2 separate regions of the Columba livia genome follow, and region 1 is linked to region 2. Evidence: chromatin contacts called from public Hi-C data. All regions are on one chromosome and are shown on one strand. Each heading gives the region's core, a stretch centred on a gene start, on an enhancer-like site or on the middle of the called end of the contact. The rest is flanking DNA. Distances are from core to core; before and after follow the strand shown. Region 1 holds the start of LOC102089529 (transmembrane protein 182). Region 2 holds the start of LOC135575241 (rho GTPase-activating protein 17-like).

Evidence for each region. A called contact is a pair of places that touch in the nucleus more often than the background predicts.
Region 1: a contact with region 2 is called in a Hi-C map of liver, with 2.5 times the contacts expected there. The contact joins the promoter of LOC102089529 here to the promoter of LOC135575241 in region 2. A contact is called at or near these places in 2 of 2 Hi-C or Micro-C datasets (crop and liver).

What each region holds. Positions count from the first base shown.
Region 1 is chr12:15,113,395-15,117,131 of bColLiv1.pat.W.v2, forward strand. It overlaps LOC102089529 (transmembrane protein 182), which reads right to left and starts at 2,186. Exons shown (of 6, transcript XM_065077902.1): 1 at 2,018-2,186; 2 at 1,159-1,334. The coding sequence starts at 1,311.
Region 2 is chr12:14,834,896-14,838,933 of bColLiv1.pat.W.v2, forward strand. LOC135575241 (rho GTPase-activating protein 17-like) reads right to left here and starts at 1,823. Exons shown (of 4, transcript XM_021282319.2): 1 at 1,796-1,823.

The DNA.
Region 1 (3,737 bases), core at 936-3,435, 280 kb after region 2:
ACTTGAAAAGACAACCGCACAAACAAAATCTCTGCAACAATTAACATTGTCATTTCCCAAGTGCACAAAACCTGAGCGCTCTCCTCCACTCACGACCCTCTGCCAGCTCCAGGGCTTTACCGTGCCACTTTAAACAGTAAAGACAGTGTCTTCTGCCAGGCAGTTTTTCTATCATAATTCTTTTTTTTTCAAAAGAGAAAGTCATTTGGAAACATGACTCAAGCAAACAGTGCCCTACATTTGATTATGGGATTCTGAAATGAAAGAAAATATTTCTTGCTGGCATCACGGTGCTTACCCAGTGTGACTCACCACACCAGAAAAAAAATCAAACCTAATTGGATTGAACTTTGAAGTTCCGAAAATCTGCACACAACAAGGATCTTCCTGTCATTTTGTAACTGAAACCACACATTGATCGGTACAAAAACATTTTTGAAGAGTGGGTGGCTCAGGGAACTGATCCGGTTGTTATTTCATTGCAGAGTTAGCTCATAGCAAGTGCAGCTAAAATCAAACTTGCAAAAGGATCTACAAACAAGTGACATCAGCAGTTAGCAGTAAAATACCTAATTGTCCTTCAAAAATTACATTTCTAGCTAACTAAAAACTGACATAAATCTTAATTTTAAAATGTATAGGCCTGTTCTAGTAAGACAGGCTGGAAATCTTTTCTACTCTGTTCTGCGTCTGATGTTTGCTTTTGTTTTCTGTCTGCGCTGTAGTCACATCACTTCAGATGCTAATGATTGCCAAGTCCTACACTTTAAAATATGAACTATTTTTAAATGAAGAAACTACAGAGGGAGAAATCTTTTAACAGCAGATATCAGGAGATACCTTTTGTCTTTAGAGGCAAATACTGTCAACAAGTAAAGCTCTTACATTTTTGCTTTTCTTTCCCTAAAGCTTGTATCTGCCAGATTACAGAGGTGCTGTCTTAGTGTTTCCTAGATGCACTTCAGTCAAAATGCTAGATACCGTGGAAATGCTGGTTTGGATTTTAAAGTTAGCTCAGGCTGACATTTTACATTAGCAGGTCACTTTCAATGAGCATAAATATTATCACAGATTTAAAATTTTAAATATATATATATGTATATGTATATATTTAAATAAGTTAATTCTTCCAAAGTAAGACACGATTTCAGAGCTTACCTCCCCGGTCTGCAGAGTGCTGTTCCCATGCTCAAAGACACCGCAGGTCTCTGTGGCGAGAAGCCAGTAATCTGTCCCAAAAGCGATGAGGAAGAACAAGACGCCGGTGCCGCCAAGGAGCCCGGCTGTGAGGGCGGCTACTCCAACCTTCATAGGGCAGCAGGTAGGCAGCAGAACTGGAAATCAGAAAAGAAGAAAAACCCCGAAGTTTCCAAGATCGCTGGAAGAGAGGGACGAGAGAAGTGCTATTTTTGGATGGGGATAATAATCTCCTCCTGGCTGGTGTGAGTTTCAGTGGGTGGTGGGGACAGGACTAATAAAAGCCGATGACCTGGTGTAACCAAACAGCTGCGGCATTAAGGAACATGACAAATAGCTATTGAGACAGAGCAGGAAGATTTCCAAATAAACACATGGCTCTTCGTTTTAGGAGAGCGGTGCAGAGAACCTGTAGATCACGGTGCAGAGTTTTTAAAACCCCGCTTGTGCATGAGATTAGCAAAGAGGCTGAGCTTGGCTTGAGCAGATCTGAACTCAAAGATCTTTACCATGTCACAGAGTTCGCAGTTTCTGCAGCCATTGCTGTGACATACCTTTAGCCATGTCTTTGCAAGCGCAGTGTAGAAGTGGCACTTCTGCAATATGGGTCTCCTTCAGCTCCTGTGTCTGCTGAACAAAACGCTAAGGTAGCTTTCCCACAAAGAAACCGCAGAAATCCAAGCAATAACATTAAAACATTGGTGAGATCTTAAATATTTTGGTGCTCTCAGAAGTGACGCAATTACGCCATGCAAACACATTTAAATCAGGCAGATCTACACCTAGCTAGATAAGGAGTATTGAAATCAGGTGTACATACCGATATACCTTGAGTGCGTTTAGAAGGATGTTCTCTCCACTCTCACAGAAGAGCAGGCTATATAGCATCCATACCCCTCCCACTGTCCGAGCCTACTGTGGAAGAAGTGTCTCATGGAGATGAGGACATTCCTGCATGGAATTTTGCTGCCATTTGGTTCCTAACATTTTTGTCTTCTGCTGGAGCATCTGCGGTAGTTCACTGCCAGGATGCCAGACTAGGAAAATTATAATTTCTGTAGGGCAATAACTGCATTCCTGTGACATGCCAGGAGGCTGGGGGAGGAAATTTAAATTACTGTGAAAATTCATGTTCTGAGTTTCTAACCTTAGCCTAAGATGTGACCTGTTCCAAAAGGGAGGATAGGTGAGGATGTTGCCTTCCTTATCTTATAGGATTTTGTGTGGCCAAATTAATCTCTGAACGAATTCAATAGTTAAAGTTAACTGTGAACATATGGGTATCTCAGAGAAACTGCACACTGGTTAGGGAAACTGGAGAGGGTTGGGTAAAATTTTGACTACACTTCAAGCCAACTGTTGAGGCATATGGACTGCTGAATGCACTCACTCTTCTATGGGCCCAATAGACTTGAATTATAATAATTTATTCTATCCTCTGTGTTATTCTTTCTTAAATATTGCAAGGATAGCTTTTAAATAAGATATTAGCCCTCTTTTCATCACTGTTGTAGCGGCAGAGCTGCTGTTTGTTTAACTCGACCACGAGCGCATGAGGTATTCCATCAGATCCAGGAAAGAGGCCCCTGCTCAGAGGAGTCCCCACATTGACACGTGCAGAAAGAAAAGGTGGGACAGGTTGCAGACTTACCATTATGTGAGGCTGAAGCTCCACCACAGACCCCAGAGCACTGTTGGTTAGAGGTAGAGCGGGGCTGCAAGGGGCAAGAGCTCAAGGAGAGCAGAAGTTGTTGTTCCATCTGGTGTGGTGGGGCAGGTGGTGGGTGAACAAGGCAATGGCGAGCTGCCCAACAGGGCCAGTAGCTGTCTCAAAGGTTATGTTTACATCTCGGTTGGTGGCTAAAATGGAAGAATCCCTTCTGATGTTTGTATAATGAGATGACAGTTCCCCATGGCAGGGCTAAACACTGGTAGAGACATCACTGCGTGGCCTTCAAGCACGGAGCAGTGGATGTGTATTTGATGGGAGAGCTGTGGTACAGAAGCCATTTTCAGGGAAGTGAAAATACACATCATGTCTCTGGCCTGCTTAACCATCCTTTTTCTTCCAAGCAAACAATTTAGTCAGCTAAGGGAGAGAAGAAACCATCCTGACATGACACAGCCTCCCACCAGCACCCTTGGTGTACCCGTGGGTGAGCAGGTCTGCTCCTCCCGCACTCTCTGGGCAGCACTGCCCAGGAAATGAGCCTGTAAAACATGGACCATTCCCCCTCAGCCACTTACTTGCCCTCCTGCATTTAGCTGCTGTCTCCACTGGAAGCAATCCCTGCTGCTGTGATGGGTTTGTATGTACGTGCTTGTGGACAACCTTCCCATCACCTTCACTTGTCCCATACTTACACGTATTAACCCTCTCCTAGCCCATCCCTGGGCAGTCCAGCATATCCTTTTTCCATAGTTTTGAACTGCAATAACATACCCATCTCACAGTCATCTGGTTACTTCACAGGCAACGATCACTGCAATGAGATGACTTCTTGATATTGAACATAAAATGGTTGATTAAATACAAAGTT
Region 2 (4,038 bases), core at 573-3,072:
GGTTCCTGCACACCCTCTTTGTTGGTACGTTACCTGGTGATTTATAAATGCGGACCTTTCTGTCTGGGTTGTATTGTAAATATATCAGCTATTATGTGAATCGATTCCAACTGATGTAAATTTTTGTTGTTGTTATTATTACATTTTACCTTTAACTAACCAACTATTTTGATCCTACTTTTATTAGCTCTGCCAAAAATGGCTTTGTTTTTTTTCCTAGCTGATCTTGGAAGAGGGACGTGAAGCTGAACACATGATAGATCATTTTAGGGACAGAAGAAGAGATGGCTGCAGCCACAGAGAGTGACAGCCAGCGGCTCTGGTCCGTGTACACTGCTTTGTCACCAGCATGTGGAGGTGGCCCCAGGCTGGCTGGAGGATGCCCAGGCATGGGGCAGCTGGAGGTATCTTGAAGTCTCAGAGCTTCACCACTGACGGATCATGGGATCCTGGCAGAAACACTCGCTGTATGATCCTGTGCTACCGCATTGCAAACCTCTCCTTGTGTGACACCTTCCCTTGCAACGCACCATTTCCCGAATCCAGCTCGCCCGCCTGTCAGGAGGGAACGGAGCCAGCCGGGGTGAACTGTGACTTTGTGGAGATGTCAAGAAAACCTGCGCTCTGCCCATTGCCAGGCCCGCGCCGAGCAATTATTCATGCTGGAGACCCAATGCTAGGAGACATGGCCTTGGAGAGAGGGAATGTCTGGTACTGGTAGGAACAGATCATTGTACTGCAATGTGAATGAAAGGCATTTTTTTTCATAACAAAGATAAGACAGGCCTTGAAAGACACTTTTTTCCGTGAAGGAAGAAGGCGTTTTCCTGCTTAAATGATTTAGACAGACTTTATTTTCTAGGAAAGCCATGAGTCTCTTCATGGATCATTGTCTCCAAGCAGAGTGCTCAGTGAGACCTTTCGTCTGTGGAAAAGAGACTCAAATAGTGTGAACTGAGCTGGTGACCTTCCACCACTGTAAGTCAGGAGCCATAGAAATGTTTGTCAACGTTTTGAAAGGAAGCTGTTGTGCTTGAGATGCTTTCCTAGGAAAAAAATCATCAATATGGAGCTACAGTGAGGCTAGATTTTAGCACAGATCTGCCAGGACACATAGGTTTTCTTTTCATTTTGAAATAAAATGTGGAAGTCAGTTGGAGCATGTACGCTTTGGGATATTCTAAGGAAAATAACCAGCGCAACTTTTTAATTTTTAATTTGGGTGAGGCGAGCTCTGCATATAATTACTTTTCTAGAAGCTGCACAAATAGACTTTTGATACTGGAAGAAAAAGTGTGAAAAATGCTTGATATGAGAACTCGGTTTGGTGGCCTCCCGTGTAGGGAGTGGTGTGCACCAGTCCGGAGAGGAAAATCCCCAGGTTCCAACTCAACAAAAGCGTGTGGCCAACGGCCCCAAAGGCATTTCTCCACTAGCAGAGACAGGATCTGGGCCGATGAGCTTTGTCGCTTGTTCTTTGTCAGGTGAAACTCTGGGGTTAGTAATTTCTTATAACCTCTTATCCTAGACTGGGCAAAAAATGGTGATTTTTCCTCCTGTACACATAGCTAATCAAACTGGGAATTACCACTTTTTTATTTTCCCTTCCTACACCCATTCTTGACACACACAGAAAAAAATATCATGTTACCATAGATTGAACTGTGGGCTAACATTAGTGTGTAGCACATATTTCCAGTAAATAAGATTCCTGCTTGTCATTTACAATACTCAATAATTACTGTTTTGTCCAAAACCTGTTTTTTCCCTTTGCTCAGTGTCCTCAAGTACTTACTCTGCTCCCGTGGGCATCTTCTGCTTTGCTGATGTCACACATGATGTCATAAGGAGAGAGGGAATCCTGTCCAGTTTCTGCATCTGCTGTGCAAATGCTGCACGTGGTGCTTGGGCATCACAGCTCTTCAAATGCTGCAAATTAGGGGATACAAACCTTTCACAAGCGGTGGAACAATTGAAAGTCAAAACTGGATTAAAATTAGTTTGTCCATAATATAGTATTTTGTTAATACAGCAAGATTAACCTACAAAATTCACTTATCCCTGTTACATCAGTACAGATAACCTGAGAAAACAGGTGTCTTGCTTTGTTGTGACCTAATGCCAGCCTTTAAGTTTCTACTCATTAATCAATGTTTGTGGTTTATTGATAGAAATGCAGGAGGGGTGGGCGCTAGTTGGGTTCACAGTAGGGCTGGTGTGATGCCGAAACCCCGCTGCTCTGGGGCAAACTGAGCAGGGCCACTCAGCTGTCCTGTGCACTGGCACTGATTTGATTTGTATGCAAGCTGCAGCCAGGGAAAGCGTTGAACAGTTGCCCATGGGATGTCTGAGAAATGTCTTTTTAAGAAAATCTGTGTGAAAATTGAAGAAATACGCTGCTGCGTAGAGGAGGCTCTTTTCTGTGTGAGATACTGTGATTTATTTGTTTTTTTTCTCAAAGTACTAGGCCTGGTTAGAAACTGCCTTGTTTGGGTTTGTAAGCAAGAACTTCACTTACTCATGTAAACGATCCGTAGTGTTAATTCCTTCTAAATCATCACATCAATATTAGTAAGTCGGCAAATAATGACTCAAAACCCGCATAGTCAGTCTCAACCTCAACCTAATGCAGCAGTCCGAGGAAAATGAGTTGAGCCGTCTTTATGTCGTTTGAAAATAGGATGTGATGTGAACAGAGTGGGGTTTTTTAATCAAAGAGTCTTTGATCCTGGTTGGATTTGCTTGTCCCTGGAAGAGGCAGCTACAGAAGACCCTATATCCCTGCATGGGAAAACAAGGTTTTGACTGTGTTTTATGAGAAAAGAAGCAATTTTCTGCTTAGCATATGCTAGCAGGTTGAAATTAATAGTTGACAGAAAAAAAATAAGCAGTTTTGCTTCCTTGTATGGAAACCATAGTAAAGGAAAATAATATTTTTGGAAACTTTTAGTAAGACTAATGTTATCAGTAGACCAGAATACTGAACACCCTGAAGTGTGTATTGTGTATGGATGTATAGTGTCCAGATGCTGAGCACAAATTAGAGCTTCTATTCATCAAATAATCCACAGAGGTAGGAACGACTTGTTCCTAACAAATACCAAGCAGGATGAGATGACCTGCTGGTTACCTGCACTGTTTCTCAGGCATTGTCTCCAAATCTCGTGTACCTCATTCAGAATCACATACGGTTAGCACTTGACACCTGTAGCATGACAAAATCCTTCACAAAGGCAGGTCATTTCGTTTATTCAGACTCGTTATGTTGGAATTAAATGGCGTCTCATTGGAATTTCCCAGCAGGTGTTTTTTTGGGAGAGCAGCAGTGAAACAGTTGATGTTCTTGGTGTTGCTGCTCAGCCTGTGAGCCTGTTGCACTTGGCAAGCTGTATTCCTGTATACAGTGAAGAACATCCCACTGACATGCACCAAATGTTTTCATGCAGAAATGGTGTTATTGGCGTTTTTCAGGACTCCCAGGTTCACTTCTGGTCTCCTATTTTGTCACCTAGAAAGATCTTGGATTTCAGAGAAAAAAAATAAGTCTGTTACGGGCTATGATAAGGTATTGAAACCTGAGCTTCTGTGGGTTTAAAACCTGAGCAATTCTTTTCCTTCTATAGTACAAAGAAAATTTCAAAGCATGCCCAGAAATGAGTGCTTCTAGTGCACTGGTATCCCAGAGGTGCTTGGTACACTGTTCTCATTTAAAGAGGACGGTGACTGCTGGGAAACGTGCTTCAAGACAATTTAATGGGTCTCTTTTCACCTTAGTGGTCGGGTATTTGACAGCTGCAAAATGCTTATGACAATGACAAAAGCACAAACTCTAAATATGGCTGAGATTGTGATGAGCCTGATGAGAGTCATGGATCAACAGCTGCTGTTGGCGGGGAGAGAATTTCATCATCACTATGAGTTTGTACATTGGATGTGGTGAGAATCTCCATCCTACAGCTCAAAGTCAACAGGGTGGGATACGGGTCTACAAGCAGCCAGCTGGGTCATCCCTCTTCCTCTGGCTCCTTTACCACCTTT